2 separate regions of the Gossypium arboreum genome follow, and region 2 is linked to region 1. Evidence: chromatin contacts called from public Hi-C data. All regions are on one chromosome and are shown on one strand. Each heading gives the region's core, a stretch centred on a gene start, on an enhancer-like site or on the middle of the called end of the contact. The rest is flanking DNA. Distances are from core to core; before and after follow the strand shown. Region 1 has its middle 5.4 kb from the start of LOC108478891. Region 2 has its middle 6.3 kb from the start of LOC128285878.

Region 1 (3,822 bases), core at 21-2,520:
CCCCTTCATCAAAAGCCTCATAAAACCTAACCTATCATGGCTTCAAAATGGATAAAATGAGGGTTGTCTTTTTTCTTTCTATTTTGAGTTTTTAGTATTGGAAATGGAGGTTTTTCTTTGTAGAGAAGATGAAGATGAAAGGAGAGATTTAGAGATGGTATTTTTAAATTTATTTTTATTGAATTTTAATTTTAAATATTTTATTTAATTAAAAATTACACTTGTCATAATTTGATTGTGTGGAGTTTTTTTCAACGAGTGTTAACTGTTGTTACTTAAAATGATAACAAAATAAAATTTTAGGTACTTCCTTTGACAAAAAAAAAGATCTTCAACTACCTAAATAAAAAGAATCTTTCATATTATGAATCGAGCGACAAAATTTCAAAACATAAAGAACTTAATATTAAATAGCAAGTTGAAATATTCATATTTTATCTCTAACTTTGTTTTCTATTTCAACTTGGACTTTAAATTAATTAAAATTTATTATTATAAATATAATTCAACAAATGAAGATTATTTTTATTGATAAGTTTAAAGTGTCTAAAAATTAATGGAGTATTAAAGTAGTAGTTTTTCAAAGAAAAATTTGTAAGTCATAATCGAATAACGATACCACAAAAAGAGATGAAAGAACATTTTAATTAATAATAAGGTAAAATTATAATATTCATTCATTCATCGCTTCATATATTTATTTAGTTTATAATATATGTTATACTGAATTTGTTTTTGAACTCTCCTAGTTCGTTTTCCCTATTATTGTATATTAAGAAAGCTTCATTTTATAATTATAGAATTTACTTTACGCCGTTTTTTAATTGGTATTATAATAATAATTTTATACAAATATTTAATTTATTATTATTGTTTAAGTAATTTGTAACTTCAAAGTAATGATGATAACAGTAATGATGGATTGAAGAAGATTAAGATACAAGATAAAGAAATCAAGTAAGAATTTCTTTAAGGGCTTCAACTAAGGGTAAGATATTTTATATTGTTGAAAAGATAATATATTTTTCAATTGATACGGGTTTAAACTCATTTAAATTTTAAAATTTTATTTTCAACTTTTTATTTTATAATAATTTCTATTTTTAATTTTCACATATTTACAATTTTTATTAATAAAAAACCAAAATCATTCTTTATTCAAATTAATTAAGTAATATGATTGTGAATTGGGCGACAACTTCGTAATAGATGTCGTCGTGCGTCTTTCTCTGACTATGGTCTCTTATTTTGGACAAACATTATTGGTCCCTAACTCTCCGTTGTCCCCTACACATTCCCTTTATCATCAACTCTCTTTCTTCCTTCACACATACGCTATACTGACATAATAAATCTAAATAGATAATTCACAATTCTACTTTTCTTTAAACAAAGATAAAATACCACTTAAATCTGATTTCATTTTTATATGGTGATTAAAAATAATTTTTGAAATTTATCTTTCTTTTTTAAATAAACTCACAAAATATTTTTATTTGCACCAAACAAATAACAGATAAATTATTAAAATGATTTTAAGAAGATTTCCTTCACATAATATAAACTTATAGAATTTATACAAATATATTATAATATTATATTATTTCATCATCATTAACAAATACAAGGGAGGCAAGTGAGAGTCATTATCCCTTAATTTTTAGAAATTTATATAATACTCTTTTAAGATGAACTTTATTACTTTAAACATCTTTAAAAGTTTAAATTCTGCCCTCATACCCCCTAAAAAACCAACCCTTTATAAAATAATTCTTTTAAAAGTTACAATAAAATAAATAAATCATCAATTTTAAAATATATATATATAAAAATTAAAGAAAAAAACGTTTACCCATAAAACTGAAAAAAAATAGCCTATAACAAAATGAAAAAAAAAAAAAAGAGTAGTGAAAGATAGTAATTAACAAATTATAAGAGAAAGAAGAAGAAGAACAAGAAAAAATTCAAGGCATTTTTAAATATTTTGACTTATTTTCTTTAGTTCTTTTACAATTCTTTACTTTTATATTATCTATAAGTACCCAAAAGAAAAAAAATTCAAATTTTAGAATTTAGGATTTATAATTTTATTAGGGTTTTATTTTATTTTATTTTGATATGTTTTAGCTTAATTTTTATATATGAACTTGTAAAGTATTTCTTAATTATTTTACTAGATATATATAATAACATTTTCTTAATTAAATAATCATTGTTTCAACTAAAGATGAATTATAATATTTAAATAATATATATATGTATCGTTAATTATTGAATGATTATACATGAAAATTAATAGTAAAAAATGTAGTCAACAATGCTAATATAAATAGTCGTATTTTTGGATTCGCCACTGCTCATCATCCATTAATATAGTCTTTGATCACTTTACACGCCATTATTATTTTAATATGATTTGATAATGCCTCCTCGAAAAATCAAGGCTTTAATTCTTAATTCTTTTTATATAATTCTAGCTTATTAATGTTAAAATCTCCAACTTTTTACTGATAATTTTTCTTAGATGCTACTTGATTGAATATGCTTAATTATCTAATGTTGTTTATAAAGCTAAACCTATATTTTAATTAATATACAACTCTAAAATTAATTAACTGATAATTAAGATGCTTATAGTTCTATTTAATTAATAATTCTATTTTACATCAATAAATAAAAATTTTAAAAAAATTAACACAACATTTTTCGTCAAATTTTTTAAATAATAATTATAAATTAAATTATAATTATAATTATCACATTTTTCTATATTTTATGCTAAGAGTTTTATCCAAGTAATAACTCTATTTTAAAATCAGCACAACTTATTTAACTAATAATTCTAAATTAAATTATAATTAGTTTTAAATTTAATTTAGTAATATGATGAAAAATAAAATATATTCTCATCAAGTTAAAAGGTTTTCCAAATTTGTGCTTTTATATATATATATATATATTTTAGATTATAATGTTATATATTTGATATAAATTTTAATAGAAAATAATTGTATATGTAACCCTCCAAACCCCGCCTAGATGTTAAGACTAAATTCGGAATATTACATTGGCCACCAAAATAGCCTAGTAACGATCGGAGTTTATAAAATAGTTGTATAAAACATTTGCTTATTTTTAAAGAAAACTTAGCATGTTATCTTAATTTTCTTGAAAGATATAGTTTTCTAAAAATAATGGAATTTAAAGTTTACTTAGTAAAGGTTGATTTCTAATTATTATGTGTTTTCAAAACTCATTTACATAACAATGCAACAGGAAAAGTAATATTTAACCTAAGTTTAATGGAAACTAGATTTTTATGCATGATTAATTAATAATCCATATTTCAATAACCTAAATCAAAATAAAATGACATGCATGCGAAGCAAATCCAAAACCTAAGTCTCATGTCATAGTTCAAATAAAATAACAAAGTCTTTGAATAGTAGAGATTGTGAATAATGAATCTAAAATACTTTTATAAAAGAAACAGTCTGTGCCAAGTTCTCCAGATGTCGAGTCTATGTCCTAATCTGGTGGGTTATCTGTAAAGATAGAAATAAAATGGGGAGTGAGTTTAAGAAGCTCAGTATAAGTTAAATCACAAGAAAAATTGGTACAAAGTAGTAGATAAAGCATGCAAAATAATAGTTCTTTAGAACAATCACATTCGTATAGCAAGTCACAATAATGGTTTTATAGATCAATGCATCACTACAAAATTTCAACATTCATAGTTTTGTATATGCACATGTTTATGAATGAAGATGCAATTTCAATTTGCCAAAAGAAAAATCCTACCCAACTCCGCTACTTTCCTCA
Region 2 (3,788 bases), core at 1,139-3,638, 130 kb after region 1:
AATAGATTGTTATAAATAATTAATTTATTAAAGAGTATACTTTATAATTAATTGTTGTTATCATGTTATTATAAAGGATAAAATAAAATATAAAAAATATGTTTTTTATTAAAATTGACTGTTAAAATAAAATGTTATCTAGTTGGCATTTAAAATTTAATTAGACTGTCACGTAGGATTATTATTAGGAGATAATAATAACATAAATGACTAAAACGTAACATTTCAAATATAAGAGACTAAAATATAATCGAGGCAAACAAAAGTGACTATTTTTGTAGTTTACTCATAAATAAAACATTGCAATATATGTAAAAACAATTTAAAATATAAATTTATTAATATATATATATATATAATAAACTCAAATAAATAATAAAAAGATGATAAATTCTTAAATGTATATTTGTTTAATTTAAAACAACTTTTATAAAATATTTTCAAGAAATCTACCAAATAATGAAAATATTTTATATAGATTCATTCAAACATCATAAAAGTAAATCATTTCTAAAAAGTAAATCATTTTCAAAAATTATTTTCCGAAAATATTTTATTGGCAAACAAACGCAAATTTAAAGATGTATTGCAATTTAAAAATAATAAAGTAGATTATATATTTTTTATAGTATTATATATTTTATTTTTAATTCATATAATAATAATTATATAATGAATGTTATTAAATTATATTTTTATTAAATTATATTTAATAATTATTATGATAAAATATGGTCAAACTATTTATTATTTTTATTAAATTATTTTAATAATAATCTTATTAAAATTTAATAAAATAACAATAATCATCTATCTTAACAAAAATTCATTAAGGGTATTCGGTCATTTTAGTTTTTTTCTTATGTTATTACAACATCATTTCATTCAACCAAACATAAGAATACTATTACAGTTTTATTTCATTCCATTCAACCAAACAGTTGAATTACTTATTACAGCTCTATTCCATTACAGTTCTATTCCATTACAGCTCTATTCCATCACAGTGAACCAAACATACTGTTAATTTTTCCTGTTTGGTACTTGTACTTTGTTTCCGTTAACCATTCTTGTACTTGACGATAACGGCGTTAGATTTTCTCCTGATATGGCATGTTGCCCAATCAGGGGCCGCTACTTGATGTCCTTCGGAGCAATTCTATCTTTTTCTCCTTTTTTTTTTTTCATAAAAAATCAGATCTCTTTTAAATTTTACTTCAAACTCTTCTTCCTATGAATAAAATTTAAAATTATAAAGTATTTATAAATTCATTAAAACGTATTTTCAGAAATAAAATTCCTTTTAAAATGTATTATTTAAAAAATTTCTTTTTACATTTCAAATTATATTTTTATTTGTAAATATATAGTTTTAAATTTTCATTAATTTTCTCCGTTACTCTTTCATTTCTTTTGTTATAGTTTCAACATTCTTCTCTACTAATTTGTTTTTATTTTCTTTTCTTTCTCAAGAACCAAACAGAAACAGAATACTAGAAGAACCAAACAGAATACTGAGAATATGTGAGATTTTGCAGATTTTGAAAAAAATGAGGAACAATTGAATAACATTCATTGATAAACCAGCAATTATTTGGTCCAAAATGACATAGAGATTCAAACAAACAAACAAACAAAGGAATCTCATGAATGAATGGATTTTGTTATGAACTTCCAAGAAGAGAAGAGAGGATAACAGAGAGAGAAGAAGAAAACAGAATTTGATTTTTGCGCAAACCACGCATAAGCTCCATTTCCTCCCTCATTCAGCATGAAAGGGAGTAACTAACAGCTCCTATGACCGTTACAGCCACGGCACACAGCTGTCACGGTGTTAAAACGCATGGTATCAATAATAGTCCAAAACGTCCCGTTTACTAAGTCGAAACTCACTTAACTACCCTAACTAATAAAAGAAACAAGATTCCCCTAAGTGGAGTCTTCAGGGAAAGTGATAGCCCACTTTACTAAGACCTTTGTGACAGCACGGTTGCCTTTCTTCACCATCCTTCTATCCAACACCTGGACAGGCTCCTTGATGATGGCCCCATCTGTGCCCACCAGTGGTAAATGAGATTGAACTGGGGCCTTCCCAATGTGTTTCTCAAGCTGAGAAATATGATAGGTGGGGTGGATCCAAGACCTTGGTGGTAGCTGCAAGCGATATGCTGTCTTGCCAACCTTGGCTTCAAGCAAGACCCAAAGAATTTAGGGGAGAGTTTTTGATTGAGAACTATCCTTAGTCTGTCTATATGGTTGGAGCTTCAAGTAGACATAATCCATCACCTTGAAGGACCTATCACTTCGTTTTCGATCTGTCAATTGCTTCATTCGATCATGGGAGAAGAGGTTTGAATGGAGGTATGGAAGGTGGTATCCACCATTTGGCCAGAGGCAGCCACAATGCCCATTCTCCAGGCATTTCCCCTATCATACATCACAAATAACTCTCCAAGCATCGATTTAGGACCTCAGTTTGGCCATCGGACTTGGGATGATAGGTTGTGGACAGATTCAGTTTTGTACCAAGCTTTTTGAATAATTATTGCCAGAGGTGGTTCCCTCTATGAAATCCATGCTGATTGATGTCCATGACCTCTGTGGTATTGGTAGGGGCTGTAAAAGACCAAGATAAGCAGCTTGATCATATTTACACTTCTGACAACTCAGACACTCCCTCACCCATTGCTTGACATCCTTGGTCAACCTTTTCCAATACACAAGACTAGCCAAATGATGTCGAGTAGCGTGCACCTTCGAGTGAACCCCAATGACGCCCTCATGGAAATGCTAAAAGAGTTTTTTCCTCAAGTTGCCATGATCTCCAATCACCAGTTTCCCCTTTCTTCTCAGCTCTTTGCCATCCTAAGAATATTTGGGATGTAAGGATGGTTGCACTTGAATGTCAAGGCATAGTTTGTCGAGTTTAGGGTCCAACAACAAAGAATCTCGAGCCTTATTTCATAGATCGGAGATGAGTGTGCTCCTAGTGTATTGTAACAATTGAGCCTCCTATCCATAAGGCCATTTAGGCAAAGCACAACCACCACATTTTGGGACCCTTTCTTGTAAATTGCCACATAGTTGTACCCCAATATTTTGGCTACCATTTCTGTTGGAAAGGGGTTATAGCTTGTTGGTCGGCCAAAAACCGAAGGCTTTGGTGATCAGTACAAATTTGGGACCTTCTCCCTACTACTGCCAAAAGGAAAACCAACATCTCTTTGTAAAGATATAGAGGGCTTGGTGTTTGGCTCCAAGGGCTTTGTTAAAAAAGGCCAAAGGCCTCCCTTCTGATGTAACATAGCTCCCACACCTTGTCCATATGCATTAGCATCAACACAAAATTTAGAAGTGAAGTCTGGCAAGGCTAGAACAAGTGCTGCACAAATAACTTGCTTAAGCTGTTGAAAAGATTCATTAGCCAAGGCAAACCATTCCCAAGGTACTTTCTTCTTCAACAGTTGAGTCAGAGGTTTGGCTATAGTCCCATAATGTTTAATGAATCTGTGATAATAGCTAGAAAGGCCCAAGAAACCCCTTAGTTCCTTCATTGAAACTGGAATTGGCCATTAAAGAACATTGTCAGCCTTGGTTCTATCCATTGCTACAACTCTTTTGGAAATAACATGATTTAAGTACTCAACCTTTGAAGTGCCAAAACTGCACTTACTTTGCTTGGAGTACAGCTTGTGTTCCCTCGTATACTTGGTAGCACACAACAATACAAGCCCTTTCTCCTCCTTTTTTCCATGTCATTGTGGGAGAGAGATTTAGTAGGCCTCTTT

What was found. Hi-C and Micro-C count contacts between places; a contact is called where the count stands out from the background.
Region 2: a contact with region 1 is called in a Hi-C map of leaf, with 2.8 times the contacts expected there. The contact joins two enhancer-like sites. A contact is called at or near these places in 2 of 5 Hi-C or Micro-C datasets (both in leaf).

Annotation. Positions count from the first base shown.
Region 1 is chr12:13,427,776-13,431,597 of ASM2569848v2, forward strand. No RefSeq gene overlaps it. Among protein-coding and RNA genes, the nearest start is that of LOC108478891, 5.4 kb to the left of the region's middle. Within about 2 kb of position 1,271, at least 1 of the 2 cell types and tissues checked has an H3K27ac peak or open chromatin away from gene starts, as enhancers often do. A contact at or near this core is called in leaf, where this site is marked.
Region 2 is chr12:13,560,348-13,564,135 of ASM2569848v2, forward strand. No RefSeq gene overlaps it. Among protein-coding and RNA genes, the nearest start is that of LOC128285878, 6.3 kb to the left of the region's middle. Within about 2 kb of position 2,389, at least 2 of the 2 cell types and tissues checked have an H3K27ac peak or open chromatin away from gene starts, as enhancers often do. A contact at or near this core is called in leaf, where this site is marked.